Regions from separate parts of the Arabidopsis thaliana genome. Here region 1 is linked to region 2. A link is a contact called in public capture Hi-C data. All regions are on one chromosome and are shown on one strand. The core of a region is the stretch at or near the end of the contact, and the rest is flanking DNA. Distances in the headings are between cores, read along the strand shown. Region 1 holds the start of AT5G36160 (Tyrosine transaminase family protein). Region 2 holds the start of EGY1 (Peptidase M50 family protein).

Evidence for each region. Capture Hi-C pulls out chosen DNA fragments and counts their contacts.
Region 1: a capture Hi-C map of seedling shows a contact between it and region 2, with 3 times the contacts expected there. The contact joins the promoter of AT5G36160 here to the promoter of EGY1 in region 2. A contact is called at or near these places in 1 of 26 Hi-C or Micro-C datasets (cotyledon) and 1 of 3 other capture datasets (seedling).

Annotation. Positions count from the first base shown.
Region 1 is chr5:14,232,815-14,236,897 of TAIR10.1, forward strand. AT5G36160 (Tyrosine transaminase family protein) reads right to left here and starts at 2,412. Exons shown (of 7, transcript NM_123007.6): 1 at 2,044-2,412; 2 at 1,500-1,839; 3 at 1,194-1,412; 4 at 1,050-1,109; 5 at 821-976; 6 at 647-740; 7 at 71-568. The coding sequence starts at 2,315. The coding sequence ends at 447. It overlaps HCF109 (high chlorophyll fluorescent 109), which reads right to left. Exons shown (of 7, transcript NM_180765.2): 5 at 3,946-4,083; 6 at 3,685-3,871; 7 at 3,021-3,573. The coding sequence ends at 3,269.
Region 2 is chr5:13,485,548-13,489,666 of TAIR10.1, forward strand. It overlaps EGY1 (Peptidase M50 family protein), which reads right to left and starts at 2,047. Exons shown (of 10, transcript NM_122913.4): 1 at 1,664-2,047; 2 at 978-1,433; 3 at 749-889; 4 at 531-632; 5 at 94-305; 6 at 1-8. The coding sequence starts at 1,999.

The DNA.
Region 1 (4,083 bases), core at 1,162-3,661, 750 kb after region 2:
TCCTCAACTTTCAAAATATGCAGAATAATCCAATAAAGTCAAAAAAAAAGAAAAAAAAAATATAGCTTATAAATTATAAACGTTTTCACTTTTCACAGTTACATACATTTGTTTTTTTAAATTATAAATGTAGAGTTTGACTCTTGGTCTTGGGTGCGACTAATGTCTTAACACTGTCTTCTAAATTTTTTTTTACCATTTTGTCTAATTTCAATAATTTGAAGAAGGACCTCTCATACTAAAATTGATAACATCCTAGTGGAATCTAATTTCCATCTGACGGTAAAAAATGCTAGATACCGAATGGTCATGGCTGCTTCTTGGCATTAGTGATTCATTGTTTGTGCAAATATTTTATAAAGCCAACAATAGTATGTAAAATAGCCTCACAGCAAAATCTAATTTGCTTTGGCTGTGGAGAAAGAGAGAGAGAGTCTTAATACGTCTCATGGCTGATTCTTGGAGTGTCTCTCAGTAAAGTTCTTTAGCCTGGAAAACCCTTCTATGAGAAGCTCAAGCTCAACTGCAAAGGTGATACGTAGCCAGTTCTTAAGCCCAACAGCTTGACCTACAAGAAACTCATCCATTATCTGTTATTTTAACGACCCCTAGCTGTCAACTTGTTAACAAAACTATATAATATTACCTGGTAGGATGATCATAGATTCCTCTTTAGCCAGCTTGGAGCAGAAGTCCAAATCATCACTGATATCTTCGAGTAGTGAAAAGTTTAACTTCACCTGCACCAACAAATGGATTAGCCTCTGAGCTTGAGCTTGAGGTTAACCAATGAGTAATCTGGTTCATGTCGATTCATTACCATCGTGAACATTGAGCCCTCGGGTTTGCAGGGGCAAGTGATGCAAGGAATCTTCATAAGCTCCTCATAACAAATCTCTGCACATTTTTTCACCATTTCAAGTTTTGATGAGAAGAACTCTTCCTTTGTATTCCCAATGATATCAGGCATTGCTCCCTGCCTCGGACAAAACAAAACCAAAATCATTTTTCTTGAAAAACTCCAGCCGTGATTCAACACCAATGCATACCTGAATAAACGTTGCAGGATCCGTCGACATGTTGACAACATTGATAAGAGTCTGAACAAACTAATAGACAAAAAGAAACAGAGATTGATCACAAATACATTCTTGACAAGATATTAATCAACTAAACAAAATGTAACTACTAACCCCAGAATCTTTCATGATGCCATGAGGGTCAAGAGTCACCATCCAACCAAGTCTCCATCCAGGAACAAACCATCTTTTAGATATAGCACCTAAGACAATAACAGGCACTAGCTCTGCAAACTCTGCCATGGACACAAATGGTTTATCCCCAAAGGCAAAATGGTCATAGACTTCGTCTGCGATCACAAGTATACCAAGCTTGCAAGCCGTCTCTGCAATCTTCATCCACCATATAAAGAAGACAAATCCATAACAAAGCCATTTCCACTATATCAAATGAATGATTAATAAGAAGCAAGTGTACACCTTTTGAAGATGTTGGCGAGAGAAAACATTCCCACATGGATTGCAAGGGTTGATAACAAGTATAGCAACGGTTTTGTCATCCGCAAGAGCTTCAACTCCATCTAGATCAACATCCCAACCATTTTCCGGTAGGAGGTCGAAATAACGAACCTCGAGTTGGCAAAAAGCCGCTCGGGAATCGTACATCGGGTAAGTAGGCCTAGGTAGCAGAATGTTAGCTCCAGGAATTGCGAGAGCGGATATCAAAATCTCAATGGCTTGCACACAACCAGCTGTGATATGAACATCATTTGGTGATATCTGGTAAGAGAGATCACTAGAGAGGTACTCTGCAACAGCCCTATTGAGGTAGAGAAACAGAACCAACCAAATCATCAATCCTTTCTCAAAAAGCCAATGTGATCCAAAGTATACACTAATCAAAGATTTTAACCAATTCAACGTTTCAGATTATTGTCTTTGAGTAATCAAGAAGCAAGAACAGAGACCCTTAGAGATACCAAAAGAAAACAAAAAAAAAACGAAGAAGAAGAAGTAATCTTACTTCCTAGCGACAGGAACACCGGAAGAAGAAGAGTAGTTGTTAAACTTGGTCGAACGGACAGCATCACAGATGGCTTCAACAGCGGCTTGATCGGTACGAAAGCTCGGGAACGGAGAAGGATCGCCGTGACCTAGTGGGATGACGGGTCTTACATCACCACCGTCGAGACAATTGATTAAGGTGTTAAGGTAATCACGAATGGTAAGTGAGTTAGATCGTTCGACGACCTCGTTAGCTCCGAAGTTCCATCGCTTGGCTCCGTTTTCTCCCATTTTTTTTTTTTTAAGAAGAGACGTGACAAAATGTGACACCGACGATTTTGGTTATGAATGGTTTGTGAATGGGACTGGTGTGGTTGTCGTTGGTAAACTATTTCATTTATTTTGGTATGAGAGAAAACGCCAAATTTTGTCATTTAATTTAAGATATGTCTTACTCACTGATTTTGGAGTTTAGGGTATCTTTGTTTTTTTCTCTTTTTTATTTTATTTTTGACTACATGCAAGTATGCAACACTATCTACAATTCTACATAAATATAATTTTTTTTAAAAAGTTAGGGTTACGCATAAATCGTTTCATAATAGTATTAGAGTGACAGCTCCCTCTTGGAACATTACAAAGGAGAATAGAGAAGAGAGAAGAGAAGATCCAAATCAGACAAGAAGAAGAAGATCCAAAGCTTCTCAAAACGATGTCATCCCATGTGACAAAATGAGAATGGGCCAAACTGAAGTATAAGGCCCAACAAAGAAGCAAATCCATTTAGCCCACAGCTCCAACGGTCACCAGCAAATGAAGACAAAACCAAGACATGATCAGCTCAACAAAAGCAAAAGATAAAGAGTGTGAGCTCTAATAGTACGGACTCGATGGTTTTGAAGAATAGATTTGGTCATTTGGAGCTATTGAATTATTTGTTCACTAAAGTATAAGTCTCCATGAAGCACAACTTCGATGAAAATCAAGTACCCATTGTTACGGAAGATATCGAAGTTTTATTACCCTCAATGGTTTTTAATATGGTTTGGTAGGGCTTATGGTTAGTTTTATGTTTCGTTTTGTTTAAAACAAAATGCGGTTTTATTTAGATACAAACAGACTTGACTCACAATCCCACATTGACTGTTGGAATTCAAGATTATGCTATAAAATTGAACAGTCTAGTAGGAGATGATTTCTATCTAAGTAGAGAAATATAAAGGAACAAGCCTATCCTCAGCATTCTAATTGGTTACAGCAGAAGCCATGGCTAAGGTGTACTTATGCTTAAGGTAAGCTTTGATGAAAGGGTCCAAGTCACCATCCATTACAGATGTGATATCAGAAGTTTCATGACCTGTTCGGACATCCTTAACGAGTTTGTACGGATGAAACACGTAGTTCCTGATCTGCTGTCCCCATTCAGCTTTCACTGCATCTCCTCTTATTTCCTTGATTTCAGTAGCACGTTGCTCCTCCGCAATCACCATCAGTTTCGCTTTTAGTCTGATCAGAGCTCTCGTCTTGTTCGCCAGTTGACTTCTCTCCTCTGCAACATCCAACGCGATCTTAATCAACTACCATAGTCAGTTCTGATGCATTGATAACACGATCTTACGGGACATTCAGGTTGTAACATTAGTGGGGAGGAAATACAAACCTGTGCAACGAACAGCAACACCAGTAGGGATATGAGTAATCCGTACAGCAGTTTCAACCTTGTTAACATTCTGTCCTCCTTTCCCACCTGCCCTCGTGAAACTAATGTCAAGGTCCTCTTCTGGTATTTCGATTCCCACCGCTTCCTCAGGCAAAAGCGGCATCACTTCCACACCAGAAAAGCTTGTCTGCATGCAATACCAATATAAATCCATAGCACACAACCACATATGCTTTTTGAGCTCATAGACCTTATTTTTACCTGGCGAAGACCTTTCGAATTGAAAGGCGATTGTCGGACAATCCTATGAGTTCCTTTCTCCCCTGAAATGTAACCATATGCATAACGCCCTTCAATTTCAAGAGTCGCTGACTTAATCCCTGCCTCTTCTCCATTAGA
Region 2 (4,119 bases), core at 797-3,296:
GCAAAGCTCTGCAATCAATAGGAAAATGGAAATGGAGATTGGAGTTAGATTTTTTCGTTTAGGGTGAACAGACGTTAGCTGTGGAGAGCTTACGCATATCCCAGAGTTGCTCTGCTGATGAGTCCAAGAAGTAATGAACCTTGAAATAACATGCTGGGAACCTGGACCAGGTCGTTAGCTGCATCTGGTTCTGTAGATAGGAACAGACCAACAGCAAACATGGAAACTGAGAGTGCAGCTCCAGCAAATGGACCAGCTAGCGAAATGTCAACTTTTGTACTCCGGTCAGGAAGAATCGACTTAAACTGTACAAATCAAATAAAATGATTTACTAACGCTACTACACTAGCCAATACTCTCGTTATCGAAACACTTCATTAGAGGAAGACGAATGCATTGAGAAAGAGAAGTAAATGGATGCATTTTGAACCATAGTAGCGTAGAAAGATGTCTTCTTCTAGATGTGACTTACCTAGAGTTCAACAGGAGATAAGTCCCATAAACTTAAAAGAAATGAGTAGGATTATTACCTGTGTGATTGCCCCAAAGCTGCCGAGTGTAATGTTTGGAATGAAGTATGGAATGCTAAGCTTAACTTTCTTTGGAACTGCAGCAAGAAAGTGCCCTAATTCCTGCAAATAAACAAGTCTAAACGAATTACTGAAAGTTTATCATTCTACCAAGGAACATGTCTGCAACATCATAAAAAGAAAAGCATTACGATAGAGACACATAAGTTTTTACTTACATGAAACAAAAGAATTCCCAATACACCATAAGCTAAAGGCAATGCAGCATCTACAAATGGATACAGCAGCTCCATATCAGGTGGTTCAACAGCATTTGGATCGGTGAAATACTTTACCACCTCAGGAGGTAAGCGGTTAATCTGTTAAATCAAGTAACTTCCATTATTGCATTAAAGAATAACAGATCAACGACATCATGATGTTCGTGCTTTAGCGAAAAACATGTACCTGAGAAGCAATTCCTAACTCCACAGAGGAACCAATAGTCAAAAGAAACAATATTAAAGCAATCACATACTGCCAGAGTGTAGTTGGTCCAGGCTCCGAAACTTCTTTACGAAGCAAACCAAAGCTAACACGAGCACCACCGCGAGGATCAGGTCCTTCTGAGTTAGGCTCCTCAATCATGAATAAATTATATTTATCACTAGCAACTTCAACTAGTTTTCTCTGAAGTTTTGCAAAAACATCTTCTTTCTTTCCTCTCAAGTTCCCAAGAAAGAGAATTCCTTCCCCAAGGTCCCCAAATGGCTCTTCTTTCGTCACCCAAAATGTCGAATAACCGAAAAGTTTGTCCTTTATTAACTTGACATCTGCAGGATCTACTTTCTCTGGTCCAAGAAGCTCCATTAGCTTAAACGAATCTATTTGGAAGCTACTATATGTTGGATCAATAGTTGATGGCTGAGGAAAAAGACACAAACTTGTACTCTTAGTAACACAGTGTTTAAGAGATTGATACTAATAACCAAAATACAACCTACGAAATCGAGCAATTTCATAAAATGTGTTACAGTCCCTTCCTTGAACTCAACGTTTTCAATTTTCCATTAAAAAGATTTGCTTTTGATTTTGGTAACCACCAAACAGGACAAAACAGAACATAAGTCAGAGATAATTGTGTGTGTGTGTACCATTGAAGTCTTGTCGGAACCGAACTCGTTGCTGCTGCTAGTAGTAGAGCTACTCTTACTTGTCTCTTCATCTTCTTCTTCAAACGTTGCCGTTTTAACAACCGAAGACTTGTGGGTTTCTCCGTTTTCTCCGATACTGTCGTCTCTGTTACTGTTTTCGTCATTGCCTAAACACTTTGCAATCCTAAATCTATGAGAATCCTCTGTAGAAGAGAAACAGAGTCTCTTTTGCCATTTGGGCAGAGTTGTAATTGTTGTCTTAATGTTTTCCCGGTGAAATGATCGGAATCTAATGTTAACGGCAGCGGCAAAAGCGACGCTGGTGAGAGTCCCCATTGGAGTGGAGAGAGAGAGAGAGATAAGGGAAACGTTTATGTGGGAGCGCTTTAAAGATTGGATTATCTTCTACCGGTTTTGTACCGGTTTCATTGGCCATTTTGATTTCGGTTTACTATCTTTGGCTTCAAATATCGGTTTATCTTTACCGGTTTCATACAATTGACACATATATTCCACGATATCGATACCGGTCTATTGAATCATCAATCACCTCAAATAAATGGTTAAGTGATTTAGTTCGAATCGGTTGAATGACGAAGGATAAGTCATGAGTCATGACTAAGTGAAATAATCAAGAAACTTAGCCAAGCGAGGATGGATGGTCAAGTGGTTAAGTCATAAAGGGAATGTTTTATGTATGATCAGACTGTCATGTTGGTTTTGGACTTTCTTTTAAGAGCTGTACGTAAAGATTCGTGCACAGACCATACCGGTTAGGGTATAAGATGAAAAAGTATATTGTAGGCAAAATCTCCATTTATTTGATGAAAAAGTAATTTGTTCAAGTATCCAGTATTTGAGGTCTACATCGAGTTATCTTTACCGGTTTCATACAATTTATTTGAGGTTAAAATCTCACTTTGAGAAATTGTTCAAGTATCCAGTACTTTAATAAGATGAAAAAGTATATTGTAGGCAAAAATATCTTGATTTTTAGCAATGTAGCATTACTACATATTTCTTTGGAAAAAAAACTATCTTTTTCTAGCATAGATTTCTTCATATGTGGTATGGTTTACTTTTATTATAAATAAAAAAATCGGAATATTCGATATTTATCTTTGTATATACACAAATACAACTATATTTTAAAGGTTTTAACTATACGGTTTGAAACTGTTACTGTTAATTAAAAGTTACAGTAAGTATATCTTTTTAATCCTACTAATCTATTTTACAGTTACGGTTTAGAAACGGTTCGGTTACGATCCTAAATAGTGATTTTGATGATGCCTAAAAAACATGTTTGGTTCTTTGTTTTCAATAAGCCGGGACTTGTTTGGTTTAATTATATTTAGCTTTCTTTAATTCTTAACCGGAATTTAGTTTTGTTTTCAATTAGCCGGGACTTGTTTTATTAATTAATTCTATTTATTTATTAATTTCAGATTTATTAAAGAGTAAATTTGGAAAAATGCCCTATTTTTGAGTTTTCATTTGAAAAATACCTTCTCTTTTTTTTCTTTTTAAACAATTAATTTTTAATATACAAAATTACTAAAATAGTCTCATTAAAATTTAAGAATAACTGAAAAACGTTTTTAACTTAAAACAGAAAAAAAAATCATAAATTAAAATTTGATGTATTTAATAATTTTAAGAATAATTATTATCTTAAATATTTTTAAACAAAATTTTGTCTAAAAAGTAAAAAATAAACTTTACTAAGTGATACTTTTTAAATATTTAAAAATATTATTTTATTAAATTTTAATAAATAAATTTTTTATCTCAGAAATAGTTGAAAAAATATTTAAGAAGTCAAATTTAATTCTTATCTTAAATAGTTTTAAACAAAATTTTGTCCAAAAAAGCAAATAAGTTTTATTAAATGATAGACTTCAGAATATTTTTCGACACTATTTTGGTTAAATTTTTAAATATCTAAAATAAATAAATCTTTATCTCAAAAAATAGTTGAAAACATAATTATGAATTCAAATTTATTTTATTTTAATTTTTTTCTTCTAAATTTCGAATTTTGTTTTAATTTATTAAGAAAATAGCTTTTATTTTAAATCTGGATAAAATTGTCATCTAACATATTAAAAATTACAATTTATTTTATTAAAAATAGAGAGAGATGTATTTTTCAAATGAAAACTCAAAAGCAGGGTAGTTTTCATAATCTCTCTTTATTCAATATGGATTAACTAATAATTAATTGTTTAAATACGACTAAGAAATGGGTTAAAATTAAGGATTTGATCTCTTTAAACCGTAAATCGGAAATTGTTGTCTTGTTAACTGATGTTAGAATCTAGTGGAATATTATAAAGCTATAAAGCATGGACATACGACTAATTGCCGCCTCATGAAAATGGGCCAAAGTATGATTTTAGGTTTTTTAACAGATGATCAAAATGAGGAAAAAATCATGCCAATCATGCCAACAA